Linked DNA regions of Mus musculus: region 2 is linked to region 1. Evidence: chromatin contacts called from public Hi-C data. All regions are on one chromosome and are shown on one strand. Each heading gives the region's core, a stretch centred on a gene start, on an enhancer-like site or on the middle of the called end of the contact. The rest is flanking DNA. Distances are from core to core; before and after follow the strand shown. Region 1 overlaps Prkar1a (protein kinase, cAMP dependent regulatory, type I, alpha). Region 2 overlaps Abca6 (ATP-binding cassette, sub-family A (ABC1), member 6).

Region 1 (4,608 bases), core at 36-2,535:
CTAACAACAACAACATAAAGCTAAGAGCAGCATTTTTCAAAAGCACCAGAAGACAAAAACATTCCATTCTCAGAGTGTGGAGTTCTTACAGCTTACGCACTCTGAATCATTGCTCAACTTCCCATGGGGAAAAAAAATATTCTGAGTCTATGTGAAAACTTTCCATGTTACCACTGGCAAGCAAATAAAAAAACCAAGACTGTGTGAACTGGTAGGGATCAGTTTGGAGGGATATGCCACAGCATTCTCCAAATGCTGGACCTATCTAAGGATAAGTCAATTCTCTTATAGGGAGCAATTCTGTCCTATTAAACTCCTGGCCTCTTAACTGGTAAATTATTACTGCCCCTAGGAGAAGTATGAGGTCAGGTTCTTAGGATTCTCTAGTCTAACTTCACTGACCCATTACTACAGAATCTCATCTTGTGTGGTAAAGATCATGTCTTTACATTGCTGGTTCTTTAACACTGCATCTGTCTACTGCTGCACGTTCACAGTAAGAGACAGCTTTCTCAAACTCAGGAACGCGAGTCAGCCCATGAGCACTATCCTGGGAGGCCTTCTAAATACCGAGTGACCTCATCAACAGCAGGCACGAGGGCCCCCACACAAGCGTGGTGCAGGAGGCCCCCAGGTGACATGGCCACAGATGAGGTGAGGCAGACCTCACTCAGCCTCGGGTGGGAAGGCAAGGGATAATCACGTTTTTCTCTGCGAGTGCAGCTCAGGTCCCAGAGGGCTTCTGGTGTGGCAGTCTCGGGGTCACACTTACATTGTACCAAGTAGGGAGACACGCAAATGCAGGATCTGCAGACTGAGAAACAGCTGCGACTCATCTGAGGTTGGCAAAGCTGAGCATAAAGAAAAAGCTCTCCATCTAGTGGTGACTTTTTTAAAATCACAAAGCTACTTCTTGTTCTTACAGGGACTCATGATGATGTCACAGTTCTAAAGTTATGCCAAGAAACAAATTTTAGCTGTGTATGTACACAAAAATGATGGTTTCTACAGAAATACCCCAAATGTAAGAAGGGAGAGATTTGTGTTTCCCCTTGGCAGATGTGATGGAGGGCAAATTAAATGGTTAGCATGGTTTTGGTCCACCCGGAAGTGCACTGGCAGGGCTTTGCCAAAGTTCACAAAGGGTCCAAATCTTTGAGGTTGGAGACAAAGTGACGCCACTGCCATTGTGCTAATTCAATTTCAGAATGTCAACACAACAGTAAACTGCATCCTGGGCCAAGTTTTAAAAGAAGGACATGCAGCTGGTGAGAGGAAGGGACTTCTGAACCTGGCCAGGCAGAGCTTAAGCAGCAGAACTCAGCCACTCTCCAGCACTAACTCCAGCTTCCCTGCGTGTGAAGATCCCAGTTATCACCAGAGTAACTCATGTGCTCACTCTTCAAACTCCAGGAAGAAACAGAAACAAATCTTGATGTGTAAGATCCTCAAGCAGCTACAGGTGGATCTTGTAAAACCAGGAGTCCAATCCAGTCTGTGAAGCCCTAAGGCACACAGACAGGTCTGTCCTGTGAAAACAACGCCATGGCTTTGGACAGAACCTTCCCCTTCCAGAGCTTGTTAGTGAGTCTGTCCCACACCCATAAAAGCAAGGTTTTGAAATCCACCCTTTGACAAACTGAATTGGAATGTATTTTAAAAAAAAATAAATACATTACTTTTTCAAAATTCTAATCCCAAAATTCACTTTCATTCTTTCCCACTGAAATTTTGGGGAAAAACAGAGGAAGAAAAGGAAGAAAGGAAGAAAAACTGATTCGTTTAAGAATTTAAATTATTTCATCTTTTTTATTCTGTGACCTACCATTGAGACAGTCTGTAACAAAAGAACAGCGATTAGATTAGCACAGAGTATATCAGACTAGTGTCCAGGAAACAGCAACTGTCCCTTTGGCCAGCTCTGCTTTCTCAGCAGATTGCTTAAATTCGCCCACCCATCCAGAGACAATGGTGCCAAGAGTCCACAAAGACACAGTATGCCAACCACGACTTCTGACTGATATTTAAATTGCACAAAGATAAAGCTTTAAATGTGGTAATTTTTAAATTTAGACTTATCTTGAAAAGTCTAAGAGTAAAACGACAAAAGGGCGTAACTTGTAAGCTAGCATGGAACTCTTAGAAAGCAGGTGTTTATCTCCGTACAGACCAAGGGGGTATATACACATGAAATGCATTTTATGGCGTTCTACATCATTCACATACATACATTTTTGGCATTTAAACAAATATCAAATTAAGCTTTAAGCTAGTAACATAATTTTTATTTTTTTAAATATAAAAAAAGATAGCCAACCACAAAGTAAGTACAGAAAACCCTCATTTAATATAGATTATGGAAGTTTTAGATATGGCAACAAGGTAGCTTTCTATCCCATGCTAAAACCTAAATGAAACTTTTTCCCAAATTAGTAACAATCTAGAAGCTTTTCAATCTACCAAGAAAAAAATCTACCATAACCAACAATTTAAGTTAACTGGGAAAGGGAGGGAGGGAATTATTAATCAGAACCACTTGCACACACATGAAAACGCAGTCACTCCCAAATAGAACCCGACATTATACAGAAATCACAAGATAAGTGTGCCTCGTTACGAACTGTGAATTTTGTTTAAAAAATAACAGTAATAAAAATAAACTGTTGGGTTATCACTGGAATAATGTAACACATAAGGCTGGAAAATACTGAAATACAGTCAAGAACACAAGTTTACTTTAAACACACACACACAAACAAAAAACAATAAAGAAAGTTTACCAGAGAAATTCAAGGTTAGACAGGAAAAGGCAGGACTCAGCGGGGTGGCCTTTCAGACCACAACACGGTCACACCCCACCACTGTTCCTAACAGAAACCCAGGGGACAGACCCAGCTTCCTGCTTCTGGACACCTGACCGCCATCCACCTTCAGCAGCACTGCCTCCATCCCCTTCTCTCTGGAGCTTGCTCTATTTGTCTATTCTCAGTAATTCCAACGCCCTAGTCTGTAACTGAGGGCAGATCACACGAGTTAACCACGGTTAACTCCCCAGAGTGAAGACCTCAAATTCTCACATTTCTGTGTCTCATCCTCAGGATTTGGCACCAGCTGGATAAATAAAGTTATCAGCGTCTGTGAGCTCAGACAGGTGCAGTGAAGTCACAACCAGTACTTGCCATCTACAAATGATTTCAAACTTAAAGGCAGGGATAGACGGCCAGCCACACCAAAACATTTCAGGGTTGGAGAAGAAACACTAGCAACAGACACACCAAACCAGGCTGAGAGGGCTGAACTAGCTGCAGTGCCTGGTGATTAGCAAAACATGGGCACTCCCACACTTAAACTAGCTTAATTACAGGCAGATGTCTTTCTACTGTGCTAGGAGTTTTCTATATTCATTCTTCTAATCCTTAAAGGTTAAAATCATTTACTCTATAAAGAAATACAGCAAACATGGCCACAGTCTAAGTATGTCACTTGTGTCATATGGAAATGGAAACCTGTGTCACTTAAAAGCCCTGCACAGCTATTACATCATTACGGTAATTCAGTGGTGCAGGGACCGCCCTCAGCAAAAAGCGCGGCACTTGCTGCCCAGGTTGAACACGAGCACTGCACAGAGAAGCGGTGACAGCCAAGTCCATACAACTCTCTATTTATTTGTGAATGAGCATTTAATAACGCTCCCAATGAAAAATGGTGCAATAAAGCAACTTTTAGTATAAAGAGACAAGAAGCTGTGAAGCAGTGGCCACTGGGCGCTGCGGCTAGGGAGAGAAAGCAGTCTGCGTGAGTGAAGCATGGACTGGGGAGGAGGCACAGGAGGCGCGGGTCAGACGGACAGGGACACGAAGCTGTTGTACTGCTGGATGTTCCGCTTGAGGATGTCTGAGCACGGGCCAAGGACGCGTTCAAACCGAGGCCGGTCCAACTTAACGCACTTCAAAGGGCCCCGGGCAACCACAGTGGCAGCCCGAGGACGATTCATCAGCAGGGCAATTTCACCTGGAAAAGAGACAGTAACGACTATCACCTATGGAAGCTATTTCCTTAAAGGGTCCACTCCTGAGCAAGTGAACAAAGATGCAACTTCCCTACTAACTTAGTAGAGGCCACACAACATTTGTACATTAAAAAGTATTACTAGCAAATAGATAACACAGCCCCTACAGTCATGCCTACAAACCAACACTCATGAGCCAGAGGCAGGAAGGTGACCAGTTAGAACAAGCTTCACTGTACAATGAAGTCCAGGCAGTCGAGGCTATGTAGGACATAAGCGCAAGTGCGTGTGCGCATGCATGCTTGGTCTGTGCTCATCTATTAACTGAATAAAGTTAATGTTACAGTACTTCTCTGAGAAACAAGAAAGAGTATAGGTTAAGAAATCTACCAGGTATCATGACTATAACCCCAACACTTAGGAGGCTAACTAAGGCAGATCTAAGAAGGCCGGTCTGCACTGTTACCAAAGACCCTGTCTCAAAAACAATAAAGGCAGGGTGTGGGGGTGCCTACATTCAATCCCATCACTCTAGAAATGGAGACAGGTGGGTCTCTGAGTTTGTGGGCAGCCTGGTCTACAGAGTGAGTTCCAGGCCA
Region 2 (4,870 bases), core at 2,105-4,604, 530 kb before region 1:
TCGTGCTAGTCTGGACTGGGATACAGGAAACTTGCCTGTTCATATTGTGTGTTATATGCAGCCTCTCTCCACACATTGCCATGAGCAGCGTCAGCGATTATAAAGTAAGAAAGTGTGGGTAGGGGATACTAATAATTTCAATGATTGTATTTTTGTGGGTGTGTGTGTAGTTTTTTTGAGACAGGGTTTCTCTGTATAGCCTTGGCTAGCCTGGAACTCAATCTGTAGGCCAGGTTGGCCTCAAACTGCCGCCCAAGGATTAAAGGCATGTGCCACCACTGCCCGGCAAAAGCTTATTTTTAAAATGTGAAAACTGTTCTTACTTCAAAGTTAGGTGGAAACTAGAAGGATTTTCAGATGTCTTATTACTCTGAATCTTCAAAGCAGACTAGTATATAGCTTTTGGATGAATTGTTTTCTAGCAGCATGGAAAATAATCACTGAGGTTGACTTTTAAGATCAAATTTAAGACTTAGATTCCCTTTGCACTCTGTAAATTACAGTTTTATGTCCCATTCGGGTTTGTTTGCATCCTTTGTATAGACAAAAACGTAAGATTTATATGAGCCTGCTGTCATAATCCTGAGCCACTAACCTTGACAGAAGAAGGAAAATTTATTTAATCCATCAGGTTCACAATAACCTTAATTATTTCTTCTTCTTCCTCTTCCTCTTCCTCCTTCTCCTCCTCCTCCTTCAACTTGGAAGGCTTTCTTCTTTTCTTTATAAAGATTTATTTATTTATTTATTTATTTATTTATTTATTTATCATATATGAGTACACTGTAGCTGTCTTCAGACACACCAGAAGAGGGCATTGGATCGCATTACAGATGGTTGTGAGCCACCAGGTGGTTGCTGGGAATTGGACTCAGGACCTCTGGAAGAGCAGTCAGTGCTCATAACCACTGAGCCATCTCTCTAGCCCTGGCAGGCTTTCTTTTATTTTAGTTTTTAGTGTCATGATCTGTTAAAACTGTAATTAATTTTTCTAAGAAAACTTCATTATACAAATACTGAATTATTTACTTCATTTCTCCCTCCCCACCCCCAACTTATCCCACTTCTCCCTTGCCCTCTCAAGTTCATAATCTCCTTTTCTTTTACTCTGAGGCATATATAGGAGTGCATGTATAAATACATACAATCTTCTGAGACCACTTAGTGTTGCTCCTACATGCATGGGCTTAGGGCTGATCACTTGGGATTGGATAGCCTATCGAAGGCTTATCCCTGAGGAAGATTGAAATTTTCTCTCTCTCTCTCTCTCTCTCTCTCTCTCTCTCTCTCTCTCTCTCTCTCACACACACACACACACACAAACTGTCTCTCTCAAACTCTATCTGTCCCTGTCTGTCTCTGTCTCTCTCTGTAACCATGAATAAATAGCCTGTAGCTCTTCATCTAAGGGAGTGGCCTTGTGAGATGACCCCTGTGACCCTGTTCTTTTGCCATGACAGCTCGTGCTGTCATTGCTCAGGTCTTGTTTAAGCAGCTATTCCATTTCATGACTCCAGCTTCCCTGTCATATCTAGAAGATGCAGTCTTGCATCAGACTTCTTTGACCCTCTGACTCTTAAAAATCCTTTAACAGACTTCCATTTATTAATATGGACCTATTATTTTTCTCTCTATAGGTCTTTTGCTGTTATGGTCCCTCCTTACAATTTTATTTTTATTTATTTATTTATTTTTACAAAAATTAAAATATAGTGATTAAATTTAAAGATCTAGAATCTAGAATCCAAAAATTTCAAAAAACAGACAGAATATTATTATTATTGGAAACCCCCACAACTGACCTCATGTAATGAGAACAAGAAAATATTTAGAGTTCTTTTCATTACTCATGGGTTAACATGGTATTGCACATCAGTGTACCAAAGAAAACATGGTAAGGGAATTGGATCTGTAGGTCTCAGGTTCTTAAACACAATGTGTAATTATTTTCAATAATAACATATTATGAATTTACCTTAAAAAAATCTTGCCTTTTCAACCACCCCCACAAATGTACACGTATACAATGCCAAGCCAGTCAATGTCAGTAATAGGTTTTTTAAGATAAGCAAATAAAGTGAATTTATATGACAAGACCCCCACTAGCCCAGCACTTGGCACACATGAAGAAATCGGTCAGAAATCTATGATTTAAGTTGAATATTGATACTCATCTTTTAAATGCCATATGTATCAAAGAGCAGATTAACATCCCATGGGCTTTTCATACATTGACTATCCCCACTTTCTGTTTCACAATAGCAAGTGCTTGGGAACATAACTGAATATCTCGTGGAATCCTTCCCAGGGGATCAGGGATTATTGAGAGCATTAGGTCCACTGCTAACAAACACGCAACAGTGATTCCAACAGGAGAGGGGTCTGTTCCTAAAGCAAGAATGTTGGTGCGTGCAATAGGTGTATGAAATAAATGCTGTGTGACAGCTTGCTCTCTGACGGCCTAGGGTCACAGGAGTAGCAGCAAAAGAGATTGGTAGCTTTCACAGTATTAGTAGCTTTTTTTTTTTTAAATAGATGTTGCAGACTTCCTCTTAACCCAGCTGGCTCGCAAATAATCGAGACTACTATTATACTTATTTAACAAGCTTTAAGGGCACAACAACTGAGCAATATCACTCTATTTTAATCCTCTAAGCCCATCTGGCTACCTCCCAGGCAAAGTCCTAGTGACACTTGCCTTTTAGTACTGATCTGGCCCTCTGGTCTGTAGGTGTCTTCTCATGGTCTTGCCTGGACTCTTCCAGTGGCGAATCCCTATTTCCTTTCTCTTCTTCCCCTTCCCCTGGATGGGAGGACGTCCATCCCTATTTTCTCCCTGATCAGTCATTGGCTGAGCAGCTTCTTTATGGACCACTCAGGGAACAGTTGGGGAGCAATGTTTACACAACACTGAGACAGGAGAATCTCAGAATAAGGATTGCAACCAGACACAGGGCACAGAAACCAGCATTTGAATAATCAGGGTGTCTTTACACAGTACACAATAACATTATCCTACATTATACAAACATTTATCTTCCTCCTGTGACCCCTCTGTCTCCCCAAAGGCTGTTGGCCACCAGCCTGAGGGGACAAAGGGAGCAGAAGTGGAGAACAGGATTGGACAGTGGGGAGTATGAGTGGAATGACCTCTGGAGACCACTGCAGAGAGACAAGTCTACTTTATTGTTTCAGGGATAGAGTATATAAGGGCCTTTTATGGGTATGGGTGGAAAGGGCTAATTGGTCTTGACATCAGGCGATCAGGTAAAGGGCTGATTGGTTATAATACAGCAACTAATTATCATGTGGGCAGGAAGCCAGAGTGGACCTGTGTGCTGGGTTACACAATCTTGCAGAAACCCTGTACAAGGTCACTTTTCAGACCAGGCCAGCCACCTGTGTTCAAGGACACTCTCCAGACCAAGACAGGCAGAGACAGAGAAAAAGCCCCACTAAGAAAGGGAGTCTCCCATTTTGTGTTGAGATCAGAAAGGCAGAAGGAGAAAGTCTGAAGCTCGATTGCAGACAGAAAAGTGTCTCGTTCCCCAGACAGAGATTTCACAGAGTTCTTACAACTTTACCACCTTGCTGAAGAGGTAGAGCTGAGACTATGGCGGGTCTATAATGGCCCACACCTTCACTGTGCCTGCTTAGTTATGCAAACCACTTGTCCTCTTTGTAACCTTAAACCTCATGTCAATATCCCTGACTAGACCTTTCTTTCTTTTTTTAAAAAATCATTTTCTTGTCTTTGTGATGTGACTGCTTTGAACAAATCCCTATTCTCTGCCTTTCGATACTCCTTGTCTCTTTGATTGGCACATTAGGGTGGACTGCTAGCCCTAGCTTACTGGGGGCAGCCAGAGCCCAGCCTCTGACCCTAAAAAAATGTCTAAAACCAACTCTTGACATTTCTGAAGATGAACCCTCACTTCATGATTTAAAATGACAGAATTCCAACGACCACACCTTAGTTTGACACACACCGAGGAAAGAAAAAAGATAAAAAGGCATGGAGAACTGTTTCTGCTGTTATCTAAGGTAATTAACTGGAGGCACTATTTAAGTCCCAGTAGCTATTGGAATGGGAGAGGGTATTTTCTAAAACAGAACTTGGGGTATTATCTTACCTTCAAGATAGAAAATGGATAGTAGAGCAAACGCAGACATTTGACACGATTTGGCATGAATTTGATATGATTTTCCAAGATTCAAAATTTAAGTACTTTCTAAGACAATGCCTGAGAGTGGAGCTAAGAACAAATTCAATCCCATAGGCTTGATATGAGTACTATATTATATAATATACTTTAAAAAGTGTAACACTTCTGGTAGGAATAAAATTTGACAAAACCCTATTATTCGAAGGTTATCATCTACTCTGTCAGATTCGATCACTAGGATATTGTCATTGTACTTTTCACAGTGTTAGAAAAGTGATTCTAAAATTCATGTAGAAGCACAAAGGACTGAACACTCAGAGCAACCCTATTGCCTTTAAAACAAAACCCCAAACGTTCGATTTACCAAACGACGATGCAGGAGCCAAACTGTGGTGAAAGCTACCTAGCTCAGAGACGCAGAGACAGCACCCAGCTGACCTTCCTACTCCATCAATATCCAAAAAGAAAAGAGTTATTTTTTTTCTGCTTCATATTGTCTTAAATATCCTTCAACCCAAAGACCCTCTTTTCTTTTTCCTAGGCTTTCTTATGTTCCCTCCCTGTCACCTGGTTGCTCTTTTGCCACTTTACCTATGGCTGACTTTATTTAACCCTGTTTACAGGAAGCTTGTTGAATTAATGGTGTGTGCTAGGGCTGAGCCACACTACACAACCTGTTTACAATCAATAGAAAGCTCTTGGAT

What was found. Hi-C and Micro-C count contacts between places; a contact is called where the count stands out from the background.
Region 2: a contact with region 1 is called in a Hi-C map of liver, with 1.7 times the contacts expected there. The contact joins two enhancer-like sites. A contact is called at or near these places in 1 of 484 Hi-C or Micro-C datasets (liver) and 1 of 9 other capture datasets (embryonic stem cells).

The regions. Positions count from the first base shown.
Region 1 is chr11:109,666,833-109,671,440 of GRCm38.p6, reverse strand. It overlaps Prkar1a (protein kinase, cAMP dependent regulatory, type I, alpha), which reads right to left. Exons shown (of 11, transcript NM_001373913.1): 11 at 1,778-4,011. The coding sequence ends at 3,839. It also overlaps a transcript of Fam20a not described here. Among named protein-coding and RNA genes, the nearest start is that of Gm39443, 15 kb to the right of the region's middle. Within about 2 kb of position 1,285, at least 151 of the 459 cell types and tissues checked have an H3K27ac peak or open chromatin away from gene starts, as enhancers often do. A contact at or near this core is called in liver, where this site is marked.
Region 2 is chr11:110,197,560-110,202,429 of GRCm38.p6, reverse strand. It overlaps Abca6 (ATP-binding cassette, sub-family A (ABC1), member 6), which reads left to right. Exons shown (of 39, transcript NM_147218.2): 23 at 1-104. Among named protein-coding and RNA genes, the nearest start is that of Abca9, 32 kb to the right of the region's middle. Within about 2 kb of position 3,354, at least 5 of the 459 cell types and tissues checked have an H3K27ac peak or open chromatin away from gene starts, as enhancers often do. A contact at or near this core is called in liver, where this site is marked.